3 separate regions of the Mus musculus genome follow, and all the other regions are linked to region 3. Evidence: chromatin contacts called from public Hi-C data. All regions are on one chromosome and are shown on one strand. The core of a region is the stretch at or near the end of the contact, and the rest is flanking DNA. Distances in the headings are between cores, read along the strand shown. Region 1 overlaps Gabbr2 (gamma-aminobutyric acid (GABA) B receptor, 2). Region 2 overlaps Gabbr2 (gamma-aminobutyric acid (GABA) B receptor, 2). Region 3 overlaps Gabbr2 (gamma-aminobutyric acid (GABA) B receptor, 2).

Region 1 (2,700 bases), core at 63-2,562, 190 kb before region 3:
TGAACCCTAACGTGCATCAACTCAGTCTTTGTTACTGGTCTGTTATCATCCCCACTTTATATATAAGGAAGGTGGGGTACCCACGGGCCATGGAGCTTGCCTAAGGTTTCACAGCTACTAAGCAGTAAGGCCGGATTTAAATTCAACCAGCCTAGCCCAGGCCATGAAGTTGCTGTAATAAGACAGGGCTGTGCTCAAAATAAGTAGGCGTGTGGGATTAAATAGTGGCTATGTGGGCACTCAGCAAAGGCCTCTGGGAGATGGTAACACTGGATCTGAGATCTGAAGGGTGGGAAAGGGCTGCTGGGTGAAGTGCAGCCCTGTGAGGGAACAGAACGACCAATTCAAACAGGCAGCTGCTAATGAGGAAGTCTGCATGTCTGGGGGCTGAGAAGTCAGGACAGTGATGGAGCACCAACAGGGACCTTCCCTGAATCCAGGTTGTGACAGAGGCGTGATACAGGACTGGTAGCCCACTGAGCCTGGCCACATGAACTCTCCTGGCATGGGACACAGGGTTACTGCTGAAGCAGGAGAGGGGACAGGCAGATGGGATACAGAGGCTATCAGTGAGAGAAGAATAAAGTATTAGGGGGTGGGAATGTGGGTGGGTTTGGGCAGCAGGATCCTTCATGCAGCTGAAGCAAGCTACACCAGGTGTGAGCCGGTGCAACAGAAGGGGCTAGAGGGCAGCAAACTTCACAGCCCCCAGGGAGCTAGCACAGGCCAGAGTGTGTGTGTGTGTGTGTGTGTGTGTGTGTGTGTGTGTGTGTGTGTATGAGAGAGAGAGAGAGAGAGAGAGAGAGAGAGAGAGAGAGAGAGAGAGAGAGAGACTGGCTTTAAGCCCTCAAGGTGTCTCTAGCTGTTATAAGACCTTAGCCCAGTCCCTCACCTTCTCTGGATTTGAGTTTCTTCTTGGTAGCAGGAGCCAAGGGTAAACAGGCTGAAGAACAAAGCCTCCTCGGAGAGCCATGGTCAGTGTGGCCTTGGCTATAGGGATGAGTGAGGTCTGCCAGCCGCTTCTGTCTCCCCCTGCCTCGGTAGATCTGCTGTGTATCTGCAACCAGCATCTTGGTACCACTTAAGGCCAGCCCCCAACTTCCCTGCTTGTGCTTCCTTCCAGATCCCAGGGCCAGATAAAGGGTTACAGTAAGATGCAAACATGAAAGGGCCCAGAGACCTGGGAACTGAGCAGTGCTAGGCGGATCTGAGCGATCCGATGATTTGGGAGGCAACTGTGGTAGACTAAGCCCAAGGGAGCCATTCTCCTCTAGCCTTGCAGAGTCTGAATGTGGGAAGAAAGGCAGATCTGTATCCTGGTGGGAGTGGCCTGCCAGCCTGGAAACCTGCCCCCCCCCCCCTCACTTACAGGAACTGTACATCCATTTGTTAGGATCCAAGGCATGGTTCTCCCAAGTTGCTTCTGCCCCATCTGGAGGCTGAGCTCACCCACAAAGGGTGTATAGGTCTGCATCTGCTGGAGGATTTGAATATCTTGACCTCTTTCAGAAACGGGTTGTAGGGTGTGGGCTGCATAAGGAGCCCTGACTGTCTGTCCACTGAAGGTGCAGTGGACAGACAGCCTTGGTGGACCAAGCCCCACCTGGAATGCTGGAATGAAAATAGGCTGTTTCTGTTTCCCGAGCCACAAAAATAGGGATTCGCCTGCTGCCGGGTGAAAAAGCACGCTGGTGCTGAAACAGGTTAATTTTAACTTTTGCCTTTTGCTGTGTTTCTTGAATCAGGCCTGCTTTGAGGGAGGCTTACACTGTGTTTGTCCTGGTCTGAGTCACTCAGCCACTGGGAGTCTAAATTCCCACACATCAGTGTGAGGACCAGAAAAGGTTGGCTTTATTCCTCCCCCATCCCAGAGAGATCCTGGGCAGGATACAGGACTCTGAATCTGGGCATCAGAAAAGGGAGAGACCAACTAGGGTACAACCAGGAAGGTGCCAGCTGGCCATCAAAGAAGGGAGCATGTCAGGACGGTAGAGGAGGGTGGGGTTTGGGTCTCTGGAGTTGCACGCCTGTCTGGGAATTTCATGATGATCTGTGACACAAGTGTGAGAGGCCAGAGGCGTGGCAGAAGTTAGAGGGTATAGGTGTTCAACTCCTGCAGGCAATCTGTGGCTGTGAAGTCATAGAGTTGCTAAAGGTCCTTCTCTGGGAGAGATGTGAACAGCTACCTCCTCCTAAAGACCTGATGACAAGCCAAAGGGCAATGCCACCGCAGCCCACCCCAGGGAACCAATGAGTTTATTGGACTTGCATGAGAGAGGTTACATCTCACAGCAGCCTCATTCTAAGTTCTTGGCTCAGCATGGATGGCGGCTTCCTTGTAGCCACATAGATGGAGCCTATTTCCCCTCAAGCTTCCCCAGTTCAGACACCATAGTGCCATCCCTAGACCACGAGGATAGTGCGATACCACACACCAGTTGCCCAAAGTGCCCTGAGCGTTGCCATGTCAGCGAGGGTGTGCTCTGGGGAGACTGGCCATGAGTTAGAGGGGATCAGGCTGATGGCTTGCAGCCCCTGTTGGAGGTGGGGTGGGGACATGCTTATTTTAAGGGAGAAAACTCTGGAACTCCAGGACCAGGTTAGAGGATTCATAGACTCTCTCAGCGACCCACTTTCCACCCTGCTGCTGGCACCAGCAGCTCGGATGACTGCTCTACACTCTGATTCTGTGGACTCGGT
Region 2 (2,700 bases), core at 138-2,637, 240 kb before region 3:
CGTGCCTTTAACTCTTCAGTCTTCCGTTCCATACAGTAGATTGCCTGACTGTTTCTTCCACCCTTTGCTGAGGGCGTCCCCGTTCGCTCAGCCCACTCTGCCCTCTGTCTCAGCATCAGGTATCCAGGCCTGGCTCCCATCTCTCTCCCATCAAACCCAAGCCTGAGGCAAGCTCTCTGCCTTCACTGCTTTCTTACTTGGGGGTAGTCTTGCACCTCTTCAGTCTAAGGTGATCTGGGATGGGCTTCACCTCCACCAAGTCATCAGCTCCTCCTGTCTCCATGATGTTTCCAACAAATAGTGCCTGGCCTCACTTTACTCCTCTCTCCTGGGTCCGTCGCTGGAGGCTATCAGCAGCTCTGGAAGCCTTGTTATGTCCTGGCTGTGTGCTATTTATTGTTGTCCCTTATTTTCCGGAGAAGATCATTGGGAGTTTGGGACTTAAATAGTCCCCACCGCCTCCCACCCAGAGCTATACATCTTTCTTAGCAATTTTCTTACCTAGAATGTGGTTTTCTGTGATGCTCTGAAGTCAGCTCATACTGGCTTCCTAGAGCCGTGCTAAATTCTTGGGAGTGTCTCAAGCCAGTTTGCTTTGCATGGGTAGCTCAAAGCTGCCGGTGACTGGGGTACTGACAGCCTGGGTAGGAGAGCAGAGCAAGCTGGGCCCTTCCTGCGCCCACAGACACACTGCTGTTTATAGCCACGTGCTGGCACAGATATAAATAGGAAGGCACTCTCGAGGCTCCCTTTGTACCCATTGCATTGACTTGCTCAAAGAAGGCCCAAGGAGTGTAGAAGGGATGAGTGCACCTGCTGAGTGTTCCAGGCACTGACTGTATGTAACAAGCCATTCCAAACTTAATGACAGAAACCAACAACCATTTTGTTATACCTAGAGCTCCTTGGATTGGAATTCCAGGCAGAACATAGGCAGGCTAGGCTGGGGCACTCAAAGCCAATGGACCTTATCATGGCCTCTCTTGTCAAGGAGAAAAGCTACTAAGGGTTTGTGTCACATATGAAAACCACCACATCAAATATGCCAAGAAGCTGCATTTATTGAGCACTTCCTGTGTACCAGACATTTGACATATTTTAACTCAACTTCCCAGATACTGGGAAGGTACTGTGGCCACATTTGCTTTGCAGATAAGGAGCCTGAGAGAGGCTAAGAAAGGTCCCTAAAGCCCCAAAGCTTCATTTATTGTGATTCCTCTCCCAGGGTTGTGAAGAGGGCACTGTGGCTTTTGTTGGGTTGGGGGCAGAAATGACTCAGGCAGGCTCACTTGCAGCCCTGGTGCACCCTAGTGATCGCCATCTGGGCTCAGCCAGGAGCCTTCTCTTCTCTGTTCCTAAAAATCAGTCAAGGCAGCCGGGACTGCTCATGCTGAGTCACTGTTCTGGTCCAGGCTAATTCTGCTTCATAACCTTGTATCTGAAGCCAGTGGTGCAGAGGACTTTAAATTAGCGATACAATTTCAACCCAATTGCTAAACTGCCTAAATTATCAAGTTTGCTCATTGCAACTTGAATGCATGCATAATTAATTTTTCTAAAGTCTGGACTAAAAGCTGCTGAAATCAGATCTTTTTTTTTTTTTCTTGAATTAGATTCAAATGTCATAGGAAGTCTTTGGTGTGATGATGTAACCCTGCACTGCACAGCAGCTTCAAGAACTGTAATTGAGATCCATCTTAGGAAGGGAGTTAGATGAGTTAGAGAATGCAACTATTTTTAAATCGAAATATGTTTTTGGTAACCGAAAGATGGCCGGGTTCCGTTGATGGCAACTATGAATTGTAGCGTTGTCCTGACTCTGGGTAGTGTTATCAGTATTAATAGACTTGTTAGCTAACTTCTTTCAGAAGCTGAGTTTTTTAAAGACAGGGGTTGCTGTCTGTTCCCCAATTGCTTGTATCCTCACTATGGGGAATAAATGACAGGAAGCACACAGTGGGTGCTCAGGCAGTATTAAGGTGAGTGTCTGCATTAGAGACCATGATCCTAAGAGCAACCTTACAGGATAGCATGTTCAACCTCATCTGAGAGAGCAGGACAGTTGGACTGAGGAAGCCAACTGTCCTTCCAAGGGGTCCACAGTCAGGGCTGAACCTGGATTGACTAAAATCATTTTTAAAGCATGGGTGTTGGGATGATTACATAAATCATCATGTAGTGTGTGTGTGTGAGTGTTTGTACCAGTCAGTGTGGATTCTGGAGACTGAACTCGGGTCTCCTGGAAGATTGCTAGCTGTTCTTAACAGTTATCTCTCTACCTTACAAATGTAATATGTGTGTGTGTGTGTGTGTGTGTATGTGTGTGTGTGTGTGTGTGCATGTACATGTGTGTGTGTGCACACACATGCATGTGTACATGCATGCATGCTTGTGGAGTTGTGATTTCCTCAGGTGTTGGCTCTCACTTTCCACCTTGCCTGAGACAGTCTCTTTGTTCTTTTCCACTGCATATGTCCAGCTGACTGTCCCTCTGTCCCTTATGCCTACAGAGCCCCTCCTGCCTCAGCCACCCCCCCATGTCTCAGTGGGAGAACCGTGATTACATACACAAGCTACTGCATCTAGGCATCCAAACTCATGCTCTATGTGAGGCAAGAACTTAACCAATCAAGTGATGTTCTCGGCCCGAATCCAGATTCCCAGACCCTGCTTTGCCATTTTCCTTAGGTATCTTAATAG
Region 3 (2,700 bases), core at 120-2,619:
ACACCCTTAAAGAGAACCAACTCTCCCTCTCCAGAAGCCATCAGTGGTCCCTAGCAACTCAGTGAAAACACTGAACACTTCAGGAATTTCCCAGGCTAATCTCATCTGTTTCGTTCCAGTTCTAATCTCTGTGCTGCTGATGCCAACAATTATTAAAAATCAGAGCCGGGGGCTGACAAGATGGCTCAGTGGTTAAGAGCACCGACTACTCTTCCAAAGGTCCCGAGTTCAAATCCCAGCAACCACGGTGGCTCACAACCATCCGTAATGAAATCGGATGCCCTCTTCTGGAGTGTCTGAAGACAGTTACAGTGTACTTACATACAATAAATAAATAAATCTTTAAAAAAAAAAAAAAGAATCAGAGCCTGGACCCTAACAGCCCCATGAGCCGGATCTGGCCATTTATTCTTAATAAGACAATTAAACAAACACTAATTAAAAAAAAAAAAGTAGAAGCCAAGCAGCAGTAGCTTGTAAGCCTTTAGTCCCGGCACCTGGGAGGCAGAGGCAGGCGGATTTCTGAGTTTGAAGCCAGCACGTTCTACAGAGCAAGTTCCAGGACAGCCAGAGCTACACAGAGAAACCCTGTCTCAAAAAAAAAAAAAAAACAAAGTAGAAGAGAAACATTATTCAACTTGGGCACACTGGGAGAGGGACACAGAGATTCAGTGAGTCCCTCCCAAGCCATCCTTGGGTCCTCACATGAAGTTTTGGTTTAGAGGGCCAGAGGAAGGCATAGCAAAGCACTTTTGATCAAGGTGTGGTCCAGACCATCCTCAGCCCATCATGGTGTGGGCTCCAGTCTCTTCTGCAAGGTGATCTGACAAGCTGTCGGTACCATGAGTGATCTCTTTCTAGGAGACAAGCTCTGCAGCTGGCTGGTGTCAGACTTCAGTGAGATTCCTGGGGGAAATTCCAATTCTTTGGGGTGCTTTGTGACCAAGAGGAAGGAGGAGCATGCACATCTTCAAAATAATCTATATTTCTATCAGAAGGGTTTAAGGTCTTATCAGATCCTTGGGGCACAGTACTAATGCACTCTTTCCCACAGCCCCTCTATTCCAAGTTGGACCACCATGAAGAAGCCACAGGACCCAGGGTGGAGGCTTGAGTTACAGCCATCAAGCATATAACACAGTTGGTGCTAAGCTGTCACCTTTGTCCCACCATGGGATTGCAAAGGTCTCCTGATGTATCACTGGTTGTGGAGTATGTGAGAAAAGGAGGCCTTTGGCTTGGAACTCTGCTGCTGGAAGGTGGCCAATCTATCCCTGGGGTTTTTGTTTTCTCTCTATGCAGCCGGACCCAGCAGGACGGGACATCTCCATCCGCCCACTGCTGGAACACTGCGAAAACACCCACATGACCATCTGGCTCGGCATTGTCTACGCCTACAAGGGGCTCCTCATGGTAGGTACCAAGCAGGAGGCAGAGTTGGGGGGTGCTTCTTTGCCAGGCCTGTCTCTCCTAGGGGCCTTCACAACATGAAAAGAAGCAAAGCAAATAAACAGAGCATGCCCCATGTGACTAAGCCTTTAGTCTGTGTTGGGCTTGGTCTCAGGCCCCACCACAGCCCAAGGAGATGAGCATAAATGATATCCCAGTTCCCCTCCTGATGCATGGCTGTGTTTCTTCTGCAGGCTCTAAGGGAGAGCCCTTCCCAGACCCCTCCAGTGAAGGTGTCTCCAGGCAGTCCTTGTCTCAAAAATTGTCTAAGTCCTTTCTTCTCTCCAAATCCTTGGAATTGGGTTTGGGGACCAATTAGATGATCTGACAAAATTCCATTCACAGATCCCTAATTATATCTCCAAAGACTCTCTACCCCAGCCCCAACCCCATGCCCCACTACCAGCATGGCCACATTCACCCCTTCCGGAGATCTGGATGTGAATATACCCAGGACAGCCACTACAGATTGCAGATAGGTTGTGTTGCCGGAAATTTCTTCCTTGTCTCAACCCAGTGCTCAGGAGTCCTCAATCCACTCCTTGAAGGTCAAAGAACATAGGACTCTGCTTCCTCTTGACACTCCAGAGATCTGCGGTTATCCCCAGGTCCTCAGACATGCCCGCACTGCATGCCTCTCCTGCTGATTTGGTACATCCCAGTCAGAGATAGAGTCTCAGGCTCCCATCTAGCCCTGTCACTCACCACCATAAGCCCCAGGCAGGTCCCTGCATCTGGTCCATTCTCTATATCCTCCCCTGAGAGGTGACACAGCCTCTGGGGACTCAAGGAGCATGCGTGAAGGCTCCCAACAGACAATGGCTACCTTCCTGTGTGTCAGCTTCCACGGCTGCTATTTCCTAGTAAAGGGATTTTTAAAAGAGTCTGTCGGGCTGGAGAGATGGCTCAGAGGCTAAGAGTATGAAGGTCATGAGTTCAAATCCCAGCAACCACATGGTGGCTTACAACCATTTGTAATGAGATCTGATGTCCTCTTCTGGTGTGTCTGAAGACAGTTACAGTGTACTTATCATATGTATATATATATATATATATATATATATATATATATATATATATATACACACACACACATATGAATCCGTCAGCAGGGTGTTGAAACATAAACCTGCAAGGGTAACTGAGGTACCACCTGTGAGGAACTCCCTGTGCCCCAGCAACCTGGACTCAGCTACCCATCTTCCATAAACCAATTAGAACAGCCAAATCAATATGAAAAGCAGAAAAGGG

The links. Hi-C and Micro-C count contacts between places; a contact is called where the count stands out from the background.
Region 1: a contact with region 3 is called in a Hi-C map of cerebral cortex, with 2.2 times the contacts expected there. The contact joins two enhancer-like sites. A contact is called at or near these places in 1 of 15 datasets of contacts at CTCF or cohesin (stem cell-derived epiblast-like cells), 5 of 484 Hi-C or Micro-C datasets (bone marrow-derived macrophages, cerebral cortex, hematopoietic progenitor cells and 1 more), 2 of 115 datasets of contacts at active chromatin or transcription factors (T-cell acute lymphoblastic leukemia and microglia) and 2 of 9 other capture datasets (liver and pancreatic islet).
Region 2: a Hi-C map of cerebral cortex shows a contact between it and region 3, with 2.6 times the contacts expected there. The contact joins two enhancer-like sites. A contact is called at or near these places in 2 of 15 datasets of contacts at CTCF or cohesin (large pre-B cells and stem cell-derived epiblast-like cells) and 6 of 484 Hi-C or Micro-C datasets (DN2 thymocytes, bone marrow-derived macrophages, cerebral cortex and 3 more).

What each region holds. Positions count from the first base shown.
Region 1 is chr4:46,871,968-46,874,667 of GRCm38.p6, reverse strand. All of the region lies in intron 2 of Gabbr2 (gamma-aminobutyric acid (GABA) B receptor, 2), which reads left to right. The region is part of intron 3 of Gm32208 (a long non-coding RNA gene); the gene reads right to left. Among named protein-coding and RNA genes, the nearest start is that of Gm32135, 9.0 kb to the left of the region's middle. Within about 2 kb of position 1,312, at least 13 of the 459 cell types and tissues checked have an H3K27ac peak or open chromatin away from gene starts, as enhancers often do. A contact at or near this core is called in cerebral cortex, where this site is marked.
Region 2 is chr4:46,926,973-46,929,672 of GRCm38.p6, reverse strand. All of the region lies in intron 1 of Gabbr2 (gamma-aminobutyric acid (GABA) B receptor, 2), which reads left to right. Among named protein-coding and RNA genes, the nearest start is that of Gm32135, 46 kb to the right of the region's middle. Within about 2 kb of position 1,387, at least 10 of the 459 cell types and tissues checked have an H3K27ac peak or open chromatin away from gene starts, as enhancers often do. A contact at or near this core is called in cerebral cortex and cortical neurons, where this site is marked.
Region 3 is chr4:46,682,985-46,685,684 of GRCm38.p6, reverse strand. Gabbr2 (gamma-aminobutyric acid (GABA) B receptor, 2) reads left to right here. Exons shown (of 19, transcript NM_001081141.2): 14 at 1,303-1,413. Among named protein-coding and RNA genes, the nearest start is that of Tbc1d2, 34 kb to the right of the region's middle. Within about 2 kb of position 1,369, at least 16 of the 459 cell types and tissues checked have an H3K27ac peak or open chromatin away from gene starts, as enhancers often do. A contact at or near this core is called in cerebral cortex and cortical neurons, where this site is marked.